Regions from separate parts of the Rattus norvegicus genome. Here region 2 is linked to region 1. Evidence: chromatin contacts called from public Hi-C data. All regions are on one chromosome and are shown on one strand. Each heading gives the region's core, a stretch centred on a gene start, on an enhancer-like site or on the middle of the called end of the contact. The rest is flanking DNA. Distances are from core to core; before and after follow the strand shown.

Region 1 (3,115 bases), core at 268-2,767:
GTTTTAGAACTACGTAATCTCAGTCTCTGGTTTGCATGTATCTCAGTTGTGTTTGATTGTATGACTTGACTAGCTCCCTTTGCTAAACTTTCACTGTGTAGCTGTTGGGCCCTGTCACTGTTTGAAGTTATCTGTATGCTGGTAAGAGTGCCAGTAACTGAGGGTCTCTTTGATTACTGAAAATTTCCCCATGGCCATATTACTTGTGCTAAGGCCAGAATACACCGTTCAGGTAGGAGTGCCAGAAAGCAGTGACGTTGATACCTAATGTTTAGGAAAGGGGTATGAGGGGTTGGGGATTTAGCTCAGTGGTAGAGCACTTGCCTAGCAAGCGCAAGGCCCTGGGTTCGGTCCCCAGCTCCAAAAAAAAGAAAAAAAGAAAAAAAAAAAAAAAAGGAAAGGGGTATGAACGTGAGATACTGCCGTGTCCTCCTCTCTGGTCATTGAATGTCTGTGTAGTGGCCTGATTTCAGCAGTGTGGTATTCTCCAGATTCACTTGTCCTGTTTTGTGTGGGTGGGCATGTGTGCGTGCCTGCCTGTGTGCGTGCGTGCGTACATACATGCGTATACGTACTTGACTAAGGATTCACTTATGCTCTGGCTTTGGAGGCTCTATAAAGTTGACCATAGTAGGCTGGAAAAACATTGTAAAGATGATGAAATTCAGTGGGAAATTCTGCCATTAAAACACAAAGAGGACGAGGCCTCAGTCCCTGGACTACAGATGTTCAGAGCTAGGTTTAGGAGGAAATTCCCAAGTATCCTCTTCAGCCTCTAGCCCAGACCTAGTATACCAGGTTCTTCCTCGGCTAGTTTACTCAGCACTTGCTTTACTTAGAGCTCACTTGAGCCTGCACCTAGATTTTAGGGTACAGCTGGGAGTAGCCAGTCTTTCTTCTGGAGAACGTACTTGGCTGTCTGCAGCCTTGAAACGAGTGCAGAAAGCTCATTTTAAACGTGGTATAGAGTGTGAAACCTCAGAGCTCTCTACTGCTGCTCCGTGGCTGGGGCTTTGATCGGCTGCGTTAGTGTATAAATATTTGATCACCTAGCTGTCGTCTAAACTGGCAGGTAGAAATTAAACTTTATATCGTGAGAGTATTGTCAGGAACTAATGTGTTCCGATGTGTCTGTTTTCTGAAGATGTGGCCAGCCTTTGAGCGGTCGTACCAGCCTTGTCTGCTAGATGGCAGCATGGCACTGAGTCTGTGAGTGTGACCTCTGCGCTTCTGACGTAGGATGGCTGCTTGCTTATCTGTTGGTCACTATCTTGCTTGTTTGTTTCTTTTTTTTGTAGATTAGTTAAGGTCATATGACACCTACATTTATCACTTTATCTTTTTATCTTTGAGATATTCAAAAGGGCTCACACAAATAATTGAAATCATTTTACTTATCAGAATTTACCAAAGAATTGTTGAAATATCACAAGAAGATATTGACTAGGCTTGGTTCTATCTGAAACCTCTAGTAGTCGCTGTAGATCTTAGTGCACCGTACAGATGCCCTGTCTTAAGATGCATGTTTCCAAGAGTGCTGGTCACTAACAGCTGAGTCTCCCTCACTTCTTCTGAAGGGATCTGTGTTAACCAGGTCATAGAGAACAAGCACTTGGCACTGAGTGACTGATGAAGGGTTGTTAAGGTACAACCATCTCAGGAAAGTGCTTTTCTGTCCTTTCCTATAGGTGCTCGTGCCAGGCCATGCCCCAGTAAAGACCTGTTGATTAGTCTCTGTCCCAAAGTCTACTTCTTGGAAATCTTCTGTAGATAATCTCTTTATATTACTGGTGAGGAAAATGGGGCCTTACAGAGTTAAATGCCAAGTTTTCTTACTCCAGTTTCAAAGGAGCATTCATCATAATGGAGATGAAACCCTCTTATTATCATAGTCACCACAGTGCGTGCACGAATTACTCTGGGGTTGGTGCTGATACAAACTGGTCACTGTGGCTATGTAGAATTATAGCACTTTCAATTATCTAAGTCCACAGGCTTATCGATTTTACAATAATAATGTCTGTTCATGAATGTGCTATTGCTACTTTTTAGCATATTCATGCTATTACTCAAAAGCCAGGGTTTACTGTACCTTGCTACACCTGTAAGAGCTTCCTACATCTTATCTGTACCACGTCTTTTAGATACATTGAAAAGTTTATAACTTTTTTTCCTGCTCTGGACTCCACTGTAAAAAACAATATGCTCTTGTGCTTAAATCAGTGATGGAATCAGTTGCTTAGTCCCTGTCTACATTTACCTACGCTCCTCATGTTGGTGACTCTTTCCTGAAAATTGGTAGCCATCTGTAGGCAGATCCCTGCTAGTTTTCACAAAATGTCTTTGTTCTGTAGTGCAAGTTCATTGATTTGTTCTGTTCTTTCCTATCGATAGTTGTGGTCCCCGTATTTGTTACTTCATAACTAATGTTCATGTTTGCCGGTCCACCCATGCAGCAGGTTTAGAGTTGTCACAGTGGGGTTGGTCGTGCTCTAAGCACTCACATTTGTTACGAGCCATTCCGTAGAGAGAACACGGATCTGTAGGTTTGTTTAAGCCCCCATGCGTAGAGGGGTACACTGAGAGCTGGGAGACCTGTAAAGGGCAAGAGGAAGCCTCCAGCGTTAGACTGATGTCAGACAAATAAACGCAGCTCTCTTCAGTGTCAGGAGCTTCCTGTGTCATACACAGCCACAGTAGCAGAACTTTAGTGTAAGCAGGGTCATGAGTTTTTGAATCCTGCTTTCTAAATGGTGGTTTAGCTCACTACGGGCAATAGAAAATGCTTTGAAAAGTTTACAGTCATTGCCTTAAATGAATTTGTGTCAAGAAAATTTTACTTGAATTGCCAGGATGCATTTAAAAGAAATTTGTAGGCAAATGGTTGGAACTGGAAAATATCATCCTGAGTGAGCTAACCCAATCACAGAAAGACATACATGGTATGCACTCATTGATAAGTGGCTATTAGCCCAAATGCTTGAATTACCCTAGATGCCTAGAACAAATGAAACTCAAGACGGATGATCAAAATGTGAATGCTTCACTCCTTCTTTAAAAGGGGAACAAGAATACCCTTGGCAGGGAAGAGAGAGGCAAAGATTAAAACAGAGAC
Region 2 (3,115 bases), core at 265-2,764, 190 kb after region 1:
GAGTGATCATAAGTGAAAATTACTTGCTGTGTCGTAACCTGATTACTTAGTAAAGGGCTGATTTGAATCCATGTCGTGTCTGGTTTTAAGTGTTTAAAGCATGGTATTAAAGCAAGATCTCGGACACATGTCACAGAAATCTTTCAGTGTCCTGCCTGCTCTCTAAGGCTACCTGTCTTGCTTTTCAGAGAACTCAGATAGGAACTGCCTGAAACATATCATCTCCCAAAAGCGATGCTGCAGTTAGAGGTGACGTCCCCTCCCCCTCATAAAGAATTAAATCTTTTAGAAGGTTCTCAATCCCTGTTCCTGCCTAGAAGTACACAGCCAGGGTTCTCTCAGTGCAGTGCCAGGAACATACAAGCAGCATTCACACCATGACCTCCCAATTATAATGCTTCTTTCCTGAGCATTTTCTGATACTCGGGCCTGAGTATTATTTTTGCTATGCCTGCTTCATCATGGCTTATGCTAATGCATTTAATATTGACCTTCTTTAACTTCCCAGTGCAATAGCTCTCACAATTACTATTCTAATTCGTAAAGAGCATAAAATCTTTGTGACTGACAGTTTTAAATAACAGAAAGCACTCTAACTGTGGAACAGTGTCAAATAAACATCCAGCAGATTTCTTTCTTCAGTGTTAGTGGGGGAGAAAACTAGAGCACGTTTTAGACAAATGCAATTGTAAATTTCATATGTTTTAACATTGCTTATAGAACCTCACAGTCCTTGCCTTATACTGTTAAGCTCTAAACACACAAGCATTCTACATTTTTTCGTATAAAATTAAATACTATTAAATGTTAACTTTGAGCTACTTGGCTCTACAAGGAAACAAGACAGATTTCATTGTCGGTTTTGTTTCTCAGGAAATCTTGAAAAAAAAATCTCCTTTCTCTCCTACTTACATATAAGCCAACAGCTTGTTAAAAGCCTGAAAATAGATCTGTTTCTCATAAACACTAGGACAGCAGTCAGCAGAACTGTTGATATACTCTAACAGCTACTTACACTCGGTAGGCATGGTAATGATTGTTTCCGTGGTAGCGTGATAATCGTCATCTTCCAAAGAGCCGTCACTGCTGTCATCCCTCTGGACGTCGTACTGATCGATCAGTTCCCGGAGTGGAGGCGCTCTGGGCAGAAGTTGTCTTATAGCATCTTTGCTGATGTTAGGCGCTGTTTCCAGGCGGAGTTTACTGAGGATTTGAATTTTTATGGCTTCTATTCTGGAGTACCTTGTGTTTTGTCTCCACGCACACGCATTACACAGCCCCTCTTTTTCCACATTCGCCTCTCTCTCACTGTCCTCATTTAGATCCACTGGGCCAGCAGCAATCAGCACAAACAGGTAAATATAAACATACATTTGCGGTTTTTGAATCATTTTAAAATCGGCACAATCTCTTTTTTCCTTGTTCTTATTTCTTCTCTTTTGCTTTTGAATAATGCCAAGTGAAATATCAGTGCATGTACCGTCCGGGAGACAACCTGCCACGCCAGTGAGTCCTGTATACTGTATTCCAAGTGGCTTTTTATATTCCAACTTAGAGGAGACAAGTGTCGTCAGGATCTATGATTGGCTCCTGCTCCACAATGAATCTCGCTGTCAGAGGTTAAAACCCTGTCTGTCACAAGTCACCAAGCAGTATTTTGTTACAGTCGAGGGCAAGCTGATTCATTTGACTACTTCATACATGAAATAAATCCCCAAATCATGAAAGATATATGTGACATTTGATAAACTAAAGTCCGTGTACTAATACAAACTGTACTTAAAGCTTATTAATTTCTGTAAAACTCTTGCTATTGTTTAAGTTGGCAAATTTTAATTTAGACTCTGTGTTTAAAATAGAAATGTTAATCCTTTAAGACATGGAGTGCTATTTTGTTATTAAAACAAATATTTGAGGTAAAAAATATGCATGAAGTGATGGATAATTAGAGAAGTAAAATTAGGAAGAGCTGGCTAAATTGAAAGAAAGCTAAGTTTGTGACCCTGCTAAAAAGTTGCATCAGTAATTTGAGAAGCCCGTTTTCACGGTTTATTTGTTAGTACATATTACAAACCAGTCCTGTTTTATTTCCACGTACATGGAATTAACTTTTGATAGCTTAATGTCTTGGAACACTAACATGAAAACTGGGCTTGATTTTAGCTTATTAGCATTGCTATTTTCTATCCTAGAGATACATATTGAAGCCTGAGTGTTGCTTTGTTGTTACTGCCCACAGGATAATGTAAGCTAGGAGGCCGGGCTCTGTACTTAGGACAAGCAGATAATGGATTTTTGTAAGTGGCACTGGAGCATTACTTCAGTTTGACTCAGGCTTCCAGGCTGAGAGGAAAGTGCAATCTGTGTTCTCTGTGAATGATGTCAGAGCCATGAGCACACAAAGAGAAAGTTGCATGTAGAGGGGTGTCCTTTGTTGTGTTCCAACACTGTCATAGGTTAGCACCCCTTTGCCAGTGTCTCATTTTGACCAGAGGGAAGAAACCTGGCAGGGATCTGGGGAAGAGTCTGCAGCAGAGAATGGTGCTTTTTGTTCTCTGAATTTAAGTGGCCTCTGCAGGGATCAAACTTCTACCCTTGGCTTTAGGAGCCACAAGATCGACTGGGGTGAACTCTTAAAGAGGTGAACAAATGCAGCGGCAGGGGCAGAGAACACCTCCAGGCCACAGATTCCCTCCTCCTTTTTGGGAAGCTGAAGAGTCTTTAGAATTTTAATCTATTACTTCCCCCACCCCAAGAGAATATAATGGCTTGTATCAAATATTTATTTTTAGGTCACCACTGTTCTTGCACAGTGTACACCCAATTTACTGCCTCAGTGCACTAAAATGCAACTCAGTAGCTTGAAAAGTTAATGCATTTTCATCAAATTCTTAAGAGGCATCTACATCTCTTGAGGGGAAAAAGTGGGTTTCCATAATGTATTGGATTTGCCCATCATTAAAGATTAAGGAAAACAAGACACAAACCAGATGGCCTGAGGTGTTTGGGTCCTCTTTGTACAAGGCAATATTAGAGCAGGCCGATAAGGTCATATTTGTCTGGAAAATTCATTTTTCTGCATAGAATTCTTTGAGATATTATAATTATAACGCAT

The links. A called contact is a pair of places that touch in the nucleus more often than the background predicts.
Region 2: a Hi-C map of prefrontal cortex shows a contact between it and region 1, with 4 times the contacts expected there. The contact joins the promoter of Mstn here to the enhancer-like site in region 1. A contact is called at or near these places in 12 of 12 Hi-C or Micro-C datasets (the A7r5 cell line, the Rat2 cell line, Schwann cells and 7 more) and 1 of 1 datasets of contacts at active chromatin or transcription factors (oligodendrocytes).

Annotation. Positions count from the first base shown.
Region 1 is chr9:55,760,159-55,763,273 of GRCr8, forward strand. The region is part of intron 3 of Pms1 (PMS1 homolog 1, mismatch repair system component); the gene reads left to right. Among named protein-coding and RNA genes, the nearest start is that of Pms1, 16 kb to the left of the region's middle. Within about 2 kb of position 1,518, at least 2 of the 93 cell types and tissues checked have an H3K27ac peak or open chromatin away from gene starts, as enhancers often do.
Region 2 is chr9:55,949,399-55,952,513 of GRCr8, forward strand. Mstn (myostatin) reads right to left here and starts at 1,515. Exons shown (of 3, transcript NM_019151.2): 1 at 1,016-1,515. The coding sequence starts at 1,391.